Regions from separate parts of the Zea mays genome. Here all the other regions are linked to region 2. A link is a contact called in public Hi-C data. All regions are on one chromosome and are shown on one strand. The core of a region is the stretch at or near the end of the contact, and the rest is flanking DNA. Distances in the headings are between cores, read along the strand shown. Region 1 holds the start of LOC100279045 (UPF0434 protein Daci_3569). Region 2 holds the start of LOC100383130 (Splicing factor CC1-like). Region 3 has its middle 15 kb from the start of LOC100273457.

What was found. A called contact is a pair of places that touch in the nucleus more often than the background predicts.
Region 1: a contact with region 2 is called in a Hi-C map of tassel, with 1.6 times the contacts expected there. The contact joins the promoter of LOC100279045 here to the promoter of LOC100383130 in region 2. A contact is called at or near these places in 2 of 25 Hi-C or Micro-C datasets (ear and tassel).
Region 3: a Hi-C map of root tip shows a contact between it and region 2, with 4 times the contacts expected there. The contact joins the enhancer-like site here to the promoter of LOC100383130 in region 2. A contact is called at or near these places in 4 of 25 Hi-C or Micro-C datasets (ear, leaf, root tip and 1 more).

Annotation. Positions count from the first base shown.
Region 1 is chr5:34,282,671-34,286,410 of Zm-B73-REFERENCE-NAM-5.0, reverse strand. It overlaps LOC100279045 (UPF0434 protein Daci_3569), which reads left to right and starts at 1,492. Exons shown (of 3, transcript XM_008646604.1): 1 at 1,492-1,827; 2 at 1,932-1,986; 3 at 3,261-3,648. The coding sequence starts at 1,727. The coding sequence ends at 3,365.
Region 2 is chr5:34,103,980-34,107,328 of Zm-B73-REFERENCE-NAM-5.0, reverse strand. LOC100383130 (Splicing factor CC1-like) reads left to right here and starts at 1,383. Exons shown (of 13, transcript NM_001361947.1): 1 at 1,383-1,876; 2 at 2,851-2,923; 3 at 3,004-3,060. The coding sequence starts at 1,431.
Region 3 is chr5:33,879,670-33,883,333 of Zm-B73-REFERENCE-NAM-5.0, reverse strand. No RefSeq gene overlaps it. Among protein-coding and RNA genes, the nearest start is that of LOC100273457, 15 kb to the left of the region's middle. Within about 2 kb of position 1,908, at least 9 of the 20 cell types and tissues checked have an H3K27ac peak or open chromatin away from gene starts, as enhancers often do. A contact at or near this core is called in leaf and root tip, where this site is marked.

The sequences.
Region 1 (3,740 bases), core at 243-2,742, 180 kb before region 2:
ACAACTGGATTAAGGACTACAAAAGCTTTCTGGTGGATATTCTCATGGATGCTATAAGGGGCAAGATCATGGAAAAGATAGCAACAAGGCAAAAGGTAGCTGCAAGGCTAACCGGACGAGTACTTCCTAGTGTTATCAATGAGCTGAACATTAAGAGCAGATCCTTGAAATATACAATCACAGGAAGTGGTGGTCTTAAGGCCGAAGTATCTGGATTAACTAGGGACAACACACCTTGGAGACATGGAGTGGATCTTGACAAGAAAACATGCTCATGTGGCCAATGGAAGATTTCAGGCAAGCCTTGCACCCATGTTATAGCTTTCATAACTTCACGAAGACAAGTTAGAATTGAAGACTATGTCCATGAGTACTACTCAGTTGAACGTTTCAAAGCTACTTATTAGTTTGATATTAACCCGATGGTTGATAAGGCTCAGTGGCCCGTGGTTGATCCTGGGTTTGTGATGGTTCCTCCGAAGTTAGAGAGGCCTGCGGGTAGGCCGAGAGTACGTCGAATCAGAAGTAGTGGTGAGGCTGGGAAAAGAGGCCCTTACCAATGCAAGAGATGCTTTCAGTTTGGTCATATTGAAAAGACTTGTCGTGAGCCCCCTGCTGAATTGGGGGATGAGCTCCCATCACCGCCTAAAACACAGTAAAATGTCAAGCTTTACTGCTGCATTCAGTTTATTTTTTTGTTGTTTTCCCTTTGGTTAAACAATTGTCTTCTTGTAGAAAGAGAAACGGTGATGCTGTCCCGCACACACCAAAAAGGTCCAACACGGCAAAAACAACTGCATCAACTCCTCCTTCGACAGGTCCAATAACAAGAAGCATGGCAGCTTCACCTTCTACTTCTACAGGTGAAGGTCCTGTCACTAGAGGAATGACAAACATATCACCTGGGGGCATTGCAAGAAGAGTTATCATTAGTTAGTAGCTGTAATGGAGATGGCTGACTTGATGTTATGCTGAAATGGAGAAGGCTGACTTGATGCTAAAAACCTACTCTTATGTTTAGTGCTAAAAACCTTCTGTTGTGTTCATGACATATGTGCTGTTATTCTCCTTAAATCAGCTATGTTCACTCATGTGGCTGTTGTGTTAGATGTGCTGTTGTCATGTCTTTTTCAATCTTATTGCTGCTTACAGTACGTGAGAAAGGCAAGTAAGAATGGGGGTATTTTTGTCTCAGTTAACAGCTCTGAGATGCGTGCTGCTACTGCACCAGGCGATGCTTGAGCTGTTGCTGCTGATCGAGTGAACAGTCGTGCAGTGCAGGCGATCATCCAAAATAGGGCTGTCGGTCAGAAAACTGGAAAGGGGTCAGGGATGCAAGCGTAGTGTTGCAGTATGGAACGGAAGGACCTTTTTGGTGTTATTTCCTGTAACGGCAAAATTTTGGTGGTATTTTCCGAATATGACGAACTTTCAATGCTAAAGAAATAATTTTCCCTTTTTTTAAAAGGTAGAAGATCACAAGTAAGATCCACAATCTTGTTTGTTGTTATTGTTAGTTTTTAGAAAAACAAGTTCATTTTACCTTCCTCAATATCATGAAAGCCCAGGTCATCCAATTTTAAGAGCGGAGAGAAAAAAATATTTTGTGATAGTTAGAAAGGTAAAGTTAATTTTTTAGTTAGTTTTTTTTCTGAGAGAAACCCCCTTTGTTGTTGAGCGGCGGGGCTAGCCGTTTATACCTGGCAACCACTACACGACGAGGGCAATGAGGCGAACGGCGGCGTTGCTATCGGCCCACTGCGGCCGCAGCATCCCGTTGGCGCTCGCCGACGTGCTCGTCTGCCCACTCTCTAAGCAGCCTCTTAGGTGGGGAATCCGAGATTAATTGGCTTCCGTCTCCTCTTTCGGCTCAGTTACTGCCCTCGTATCCATACTGCTTTCTTAACCGTGTGCCGCATCTTGCTGTGCAGGTACTGCGAGGTCAACGGGTCTTTGGTCAGCGACTCCGCTGGGGTGGCCTTTCCAGTGAGTCCCGATCGCTCCTGTGCTCATGTCGTGTGATGCCCATGTGTTGTGTGCCAGAATTCCAACTATTTCGTGTGTCAGCCACCTGTTTGTTGTATTGACTCAGTGGGAAAAAAGGGCGTTCAACTGTTCTAATAGAGGCAAAATCTTCAAGTACAGACGTAGATTTCCGACAGCCCAAACGTTCAAACTTCAAACAAACGAGCGTTTTGGAATCTGTATCCTGTGCTGCCTTACATGTGTAGGTAGGCCTCTACAGGATCTGGTCTTGCCTAGTTTTAAGGCAGTTTCAGAACAAATTCAGATTGGAGTTTAATGCTTATATGAATAATCATTTTATAACCAACCAGATTGTACCACGACCTTAAGTAGATTTACAGGTAAGTGTTGTGGTTGGAACAGACTAAGGGGGTGTTTGAATGCATTTAAGCTAATAGTTAGTTAGCTAAAAAATTGCTAGTGGAATTAGCTAGCTAACTATTATCTAATTTGCTAAAAGTAGCTAATAGCTGAAATATTAGCTAGACTGTTTGAATGTCTTCAACTAATTTTAGCAGCTAATTATTAGCTCCAGTGCATTCAAACACCCCCCTAAGTACTAGATAAGGGGGAGGGAATGATCAAAGTGACAAAGTGCACACCTAATGCCTTATTATGACCAAACCAACTGATTTGATAGGGAAAAGGGGAAACTGATAAATGATTTGCATTGGCTTTTGGTTGCACAGACGGAAAGTGTTGAACCTATGCAACTGCAGGGATCAAAATATATCATTTTGTTTTATTTGTTTGTCGTTGCAATGACTGTTTAGCTATTCAGCTCAACACCCACACCCTCTTTGTGAGCATTTGCTCATATACCTGGGGATTTTATTTATCATTATCGCTAACCATTGCCTCTTTTAGATTGGAGAATTTTTTTAAGAAAAATGGAAGATTTCATTTTGTATAAGATTAAGAACAGTTTCCTTTGGAACTGAGGATTGGACCCTAGGAAAACTTAAGGAAAATTTCCTATGCTACTCATTTCAAGGGAAGACCATAGAAAAGAAACATCTACCTGAAGTCCTGAGCCTCATTTCCCCCATCCCTTCGCGTAGGATTGAGGCAAATGTGCCTCGTTGCCTTTAATGCAAAGCTCTATCCTGTGTTCTATCTGAATGGTTTACCCCTTTAGTTTTCATGTGTTTCTCAATCAATCTTAGGTTTCGTTTCTCCTCTTCCTGTGTTTGATCTTTTCTGCGTTCCCTTATTGTGCGGTGATGTGGCTGCAGGTACTTGATGGGATTCCTTCTCTTGTACCAAAAGATGGAAAGTTACTCGACGACCAAGAAGTGAAATCAGAACAAGAGTCCAGCACTAGGGATTCTTCTGGTTGAATCCTTGTCTATGCAACATCTAATTGAAGCAATATGTTGTAGTAAATCGACGGTAATAAAACCAAGTGCTTCTTGTCGGAAATCGTCACCATATTGCCCTAGAGGATGAGGTGCACCGTTTCTGTTGAGAAGGCTAATATGGTTGTCTTGAAAGACAACAATGAAATTGGCAAACATAGTTTCTGCTTTATTTTCTTTTACTGGAATAACTATTCTGTTCATATACTGCATCTGATAGTACAAAATAATAGTTGGACTCATAATTCAAAGTTATCATGCTCTATATGTGTTCTTTTAGAAAAAAAAACAGTTGGCTTGCTTTTCTTTAGAGTAGCAATTAGCTGAACCTGCCAAAATATGTTTTTGTTAGCCCTG
Region 2 (3,349 bases), core at 134-2,633:
AAATAGTAAGAGATACTGGAGATAACCTTTGTACAACTACAAATACTTAGTTTTTAAAAAAAAACAAAAAAAACAGCGAACAAAAACCTAGATCAACTGTCAAAAAAGAAAAACCAAGCTCGGTATCGCCCAATACAGAAGGCGGCGACGCCACAAATTTTCTAGTATAGTAGGGTTTGGACTATACAATTCTCGTGTCTCGCCCAAGGTTTACAAAACCGGTAGAAACCGGCGGTAAACCGGTCGGTTTACCGAAACCGCTGGGGTGCGGTTTCGGTAAACCACCGGTTTTTCTTTCAAAATTCATTCTAAATTCAAAAATTTGAAAAAATTCATAAAACCCGAAAACCGTTATTTGAGATCGGTAAACCGCCAATTTTTGCCGAAAATCGGATTTAATACCAAAACTGAGTATTTAGTGGTCAATTTAGGTATATTAGTGTTGTTTACTGTTATATGTTATATGTAAAGATGTTATATGTTATATGTGAAGATAAACCAATAGCTCAAGTCCAGTTTAGACATTTAGTGGTCAATTTCGATTTCATTTCCTGATCAAGATGGAATCCATAAATCAAGTAGTTTCAGTTCTTCTAATAACTATCTATCTAGACAAGACTCAATCTAGAATCCTTAGTTCCAGTTCTTCTATATGTGTTCATAAGATTTGCTGATCAGGAGAAAAGTCTAACACTTGGTTAGGTGCACATGCAATACACAAACACCGAACACACATACCAATATGTTTTTTTTGCTTTGTGGATAAATATTTATTTACCGATCTTGTTTTCTCGCTATGTATCTCATATATTTTGTATAGACCTATCACTATCGCTAACGGATTAGAACAATATCACGATCCTTCCAACATGCCTGAGTACTATCATTATGACTCGAGATAAACATGTGAGTATTGTGAAATAAGTCAACCTGCGTGTCGTTGCCTCGTTGAAGAGATGTAAAAGAACTTGTATTTGAGTATTGCGAAGTTCACTGATTGTTTGTTGCATGAGAACTGGAGTTTGTGGTTGCATATGTATGTTATATGTTATTTTGGTAAACACATGTCGTGTGGATCAATTAATATTTACTGTGCAATGTGAATTGAGCAAACTACAAATAAATCTTGTCAAAATTTTCCATTTTTCTGTAAAAAACAGCAAAACCGATTTGTTTCGCGATTAACCGGCGGTTTAGAGCGGTTTTTCGCCGGTTTTTCACCGGTTTTTGCCGGTAAACCGGTTCAAATTCAAATTGATTTGAATTGATCAAACCGGTCGGTTTTTACCGGTTTTTACCGGTTTACCGTTGGTAAACCGTTACCGGTGGGGGGCGGTTTTTACATCCAGAACGGTTTTGTAAACCGTGGTCTCGCCCTCCCCCGACGCGCCGTCTAGGGTTTCACAGCCGCACCCCGATCCACTAGAGCTATGGAGTTCGACGAATACGAGTACCTGGAGAAGGCGGTGGAGCCGGCTCCCCCGCCGGCCAATGGTTCCGGCTCCGGCGAGAAGGACCGCGGCTCGCGTCGCCGCGAGGGCGACGAGGGCCGCATATCGAAGCGCTCCCGCTCGGGGGAGGACCGCGAGCGGGGCCGGCACCGCAGCGTTCGGGAACACCGGGATCGGGATAAGGATGACGGGAAGGAGAAGGAGAGGAGCCGCGATAGCCGCGGGAAGGACAGAGACAGGGAAGGGAGAGAACGGGAGAAGGAGAGGGGGGACAGGCACCGGCCCAGAGAGAGGGAGGTGGAACGGGAGCGGAGGAGCCTGAGCCGTTCGGAGCGGCGCCGTATCGAGGAAGAGGAGATGGTGAGGGAGCTGGAGATGGAGCGCGAGCGCAGCGAGCGACACCACTATCGCGACCGTGACGTCAGGTACAGATACGTGATCTCTCATGTATAGTGCCATTGAGACAGGTCTGATGCAATTCAAATTAATGGCCTTGTTACGAGCCCGTTGGATTGTCAATTGGTAAAGGCCTGTGATGTGATTCGTTGAGGCTAAGTTTCTAGTTCCAAACCCTGTATAGGGTCGGTTAGCTAAGCCAACATTTTATCATCTTGGAGTTTGTTCTTGTAAGCATACGTACAAGCTCTAAGTCTTCAAGAGAGTAAAGCTGGGGGTTGGATTTCCTTGATCGAGTGAGCATGATTATCTGTTGCTGTAGAAAATTTGTACTCCATCCGTTTCAAATTACAAGACGTTTTGGTTTTTCTAGGTACATCATTTTAACTATGTATCTAAACATAGTGTATAACTGTATATCTAAGTGCATAACAAAATATATGTATCTATAAAAGCCAAAACACCTTATAATTTGGAATAGGGGGAGTAACTGTCTGTTGTAATGTGCAACTTATATGCATGGTAGCTTTATGACTTCCTTTTGGCACATACATGTCAAACATAGTGAGTTTGGATTAGTATCAATCACCAGTGCTTATAGGGCTGCTAACATATGACTTTAGTTTACTGTTATATCATCATCTAGGGTTGTTATGTTTAAATATTGAATAGTAATATGGGAACTAACAAATATGATATGCTAGAGCCGATTCCAGATGACATCTGCATTTGGGCCTGACTAAAGATATCAAGTCACCATTCTTTTTTAATCCTTGTGGAGTACTTGCAAGTTAACAACATGGATTGGGCTGGCACAGTGGTGGACTTGCATTGGGCTGGCACAGTTGGCTGCTTGGACACGTTTGGTTATTTGTGCTTATCACTTATCAGGGATGAATATATTAATAATGATCATATAATAATAGTCACAATTCTATTTTTTACTGCTTCATGCATTGCTTACACTTCGTTGATAAATATGTTCCCTTTTCTCGTTGTGAAGGCGTAGGAAAGATGACGGGGCAGAGCCAGAAGTTGATCCAGAAAGGGACCAGAGGACTGTATTTGCTTTCCAGGTTGATTTTTTAATGAAGTGCTCTACTCTACTAGTTTATACACTGACCCATTAAACTAATGTTAGTAAGCATGACTGCAGCTATCTCTGAAGGCAGACGAAAGAGATGTTTATGAGTTCTTCTCAAGGGCTGGGAAGGTAAGAGCATACTTGCCATATACTGTTTCCAGGATATTGTTTTTTTTTGTTATTAGTTAAGCAAATTGTCAGCATTTGATTCTCTAGGGATTTGTTTGCTGTGTCCCCCACTAAGTAAAACATATGATGTCACACATTGGCGTCTTTAGTGAAATGGATTTTTTTAACTGACCTCCACATATAAGACAAATTTATATCATTTTAACTGTAAGAGCATATTTAAGAATGTTTCATGTTTACCATCTCACATGTATTTACTTCTGTGAAACGATCATAACATTCCTCATAT
Region 3 (3,664 bases), core at 659-3,158, 220 kb after region 2:
ACTACTACTTTTGAAGTAATTTAGGGAGAAGGTTATTTCCAAAACAATCATGAGCCCACACAACTTATGGCTGCGTGGGATTGACCTGGAGCACCAAGTTGTTGACATATTTTTAAGGTATCCAACGTAAAAACCCATGTTACAACGCAGCTGGACGGTGGATCGGACAACGTATTGTTATACTCAAGGACGAAGCCAGAATTATAGCATAGGAGAGGACAAGCAATTCATTAAATACTATAAAGTAAAAAAATATTGAAGAATATATACACATGTTTATACTAATTTGCGTAAGCATAGATAATAAATTAATAAAAAAGACTTGCACCATATAATTGTATATTAATTAACTCCAATAGAGATTAAAATAATTTGCCTCTACGATGATCGGCCAAATTAAAAGCTTCGATTATATGATGACAGCTTATCATAGTCGTTATTTCTATATCAATATAGATGATCAAGTCATTTCACATAAAATCATCTCCCGTTTTATTTCGTAGATGTGTTTTGATAAATTTTGTAGCTAAAAGGCTCTCTCAGTGGTTGTAGTTAAGACCGGAAGGGTGACTATTATTCTTAATAATCTGTAAACCATTTGTTACATGGAACTTTTACACAATTTGACAAGGCTTTCTATCAAATCAGCAAGTAATCATAATGTATTTGGTTCTAGATGGTTGTATACTCAAGGTAAAGCAAATTGGTCACACACACAACTATCTGATGACAAATTTGGATTGAAATTTATCGATTTTATTACAAGCGATGAATTTGATACTTCATAATTACAATAAATTTTTATTTGGATAGAGAAATTTATTTTGACGAAAAAAACTATGTTTAAATATTATATGTGTACGGAAGGATCAGGGAGAGCCAAGGCCCCTGCCCGCCCCCCCTTGGCTCTGCTCCTGATTATGTTGGCATCGATGATAATTAGTAATTATTTATCTGCAAGGCATGTAACCCACCATCACAACACATGGTCATCCGCCCATCGCGACGGTGCGAGAAAACAATGCACTTTTAACGTCCATATACAAATAAGCTCTTATCGTCAAAAGTATATTATTTTTACTGGTAAGGGTTATTTTCGACAGAGGTGACTTGTCAAAAGTTTATAACCGAAAGTATAAGTTATTTTCGGTGGCTAGAAAGCGGACACCAAAAGTAATTCTGTAAAAAATTATTTCCAGTGACCACTTTATAATCACCGAAAATAGTTTCGTTATGTTCGACTGTTGCGTTTGGCCGCTAAAAATAAAGACGTGTTATTTTGCGCGGACAACCGAAAATACATGCCTTTATTTTCGGTGGCTAAAGCCAGACAATCAAACTCCCTACTCATCTTACAAATATTCTCCCACATCATCAACTGACCACCTTGCAACCATATTCTGAAAGCCAAAAGATAATTAGCTCCTTTTACTTTGATTGCCATAATCTCTTTTATCTTCGCAAATGTCATAGAGGAGGTCAGGAGCAAATGACACACAAAGGCTGGATATTAATCCAACGATCGATCTTCCCAAGACCTGGTCTTATCTCCGGATTTAAAAACCACCGTACCTGCCGGCCTCCCCCTCATATAAAACTACTGCTTGATTTTCAAGAGACCATGCCAAACAGACGAATCTCCTGCACTATGATGCGTATCTGTGTATAATTTTCGTCCCACGCGGGCGGACCAGACAGGCAGCAAGGCAGCACGCGAGCCATCGGCCGGCCCTGTCCTTTCATTACTACTACAACCTACAAGCAGCAACGTTGGCTGCTGAGCGCCTCAGCCAACGACGACCAAAAAGGTTGTCAAGTTTTTCCGCCCACGTGCCTGGACGAGTAGTAGCTAGTTTCTGCACACGTGCTGCTGTGCTGTGCCTTCGCCGTGGACCTCTCAATAGCGACGGGTACGGCCTTGCTCGCGTCTGCTTATGCTGCGGTCGTTGGTGCAACTTGTTACGGAGTACTTGTCAGCAGCGCTGATGCGTGGCATCAACGACAAGCCGGCAAGCAAGAATGGCAGCTACTGAAGCGGAGGTCACGGAAGACGGAATGGTTGTGCTTTGTGCCCGTCGAAATCGACCCAACCGCTGCCACCGCAGTTGGTGTGGGCGTCCAAATGGTTCCTACACCGAAGCAACGACTGTCAAGATACAAAATTTAAAGAACGAATAATCTCTAGCTAGAGAGAATAACCTCTCGGTTTTGTGGCAATTGATGATGGACCTATCGCAGTCGAGGGATCGACTAGCGCGGCCAAGGGCTCGACTGGAATAGGCGAGGGCTGGGTCGGCGTAGCTAAGGGCTTGGCAGATGTACTTGTGTTAAGACACAACTCCATTGCTCCAAATCACGAAGTGCTTGAAAATCAGTTGGTGAAAAGCATAGATACTTTGCAAAGTATTTAAGTTAGTTAGACCGCTACTGCGCTTGCTCTAGGTTTGTTCCTAGTTGTGAGTATGGTTTGACAACCCACAAACCCCTCGACTATTGTGCTTGCTCTCTAGGTTTGTTCCTAATATTGTACTGAGTTTATGGTGTGACCGCCACCGTCTATCATGACAATATTGATTCAACCCCCTAAGCGCATGTAGTCCTTCCAATACTGATTCAATTCAAGAGTTAAATCAACCCGAGTTACTAAACTCAGGCAAATTTGACTTGAAGGCTACTGTAAAGAATATATATCAGGGGTACCCCGAAAACACATCAATGTGCAAGGCCTAGTCGATTGAGCCTGAGCACTTGGCCTTGTTATCCAGGGACTGGGTCCACATGACAGAAACATACTAGGATCGTCCGAGAAAGATGGAGGCACAAGATCTTATCATATCAGTAGAAAACCTACATGTAAAGATAGAACTGAGAGTCCTAGTTAGATTCGATTAAAATGGTATGCATCATGTTTCGTATCTTATATGTAACCTAATCAGGTATGACACTAGATAACCTTTATGTAAATGCCCCCTCGTTGGACTATAAAAGGAGGGACGAGACACCCCAAGAGGTCAGATCATCAAATCATAAGTGATAGCCACAAACGAGACGTGGGGTATTATCTCGAATCGAGAACTTGAGTGTATCTAAATCTTCACGTCGCCTTTGCATTTACGTTCAATTCTCGATCTTGTGATCCACCTAGAAGGTGGTAAACTGGTTATGACTCTAAATTTTACACTATAAAATTTAAGGATTGGAATCTATTAGTATCAAGCTCAATTTCTATTGATTTTTGAACTAAATTTAATTAAGGGCTCAAACAATTTATAAAGAAATATTTAGATCGTGATCCATTACCACCCTAGATCTACACAAATTTACGACTGGTTATTCCTCCACAAATAAACCTTTTAAGGAAGTAGTCTCTCTCGAAGAGACTAGACATGTTTGGCTTCGCTTCCCACCACACTTAGATTCTAGAAAATGCAAAGGTTCTCGTGATTATTAGATTCTCTTATCAGTTCAACAGGTGAACTACCGATTCAGTCAAAAACGAAAATAATCTAGACATTATTGTTATCTTCATCCATAAGCGAAACAAACACACCCTTGTCCTACCAATTTCCTAAAAAAGGGGGGAATTATCTGTAGCACACTGACAAAAAAGTGGTTTCAACTGTGGGACACTAAAAATGACACTATTTATTAGAAACACACTAAG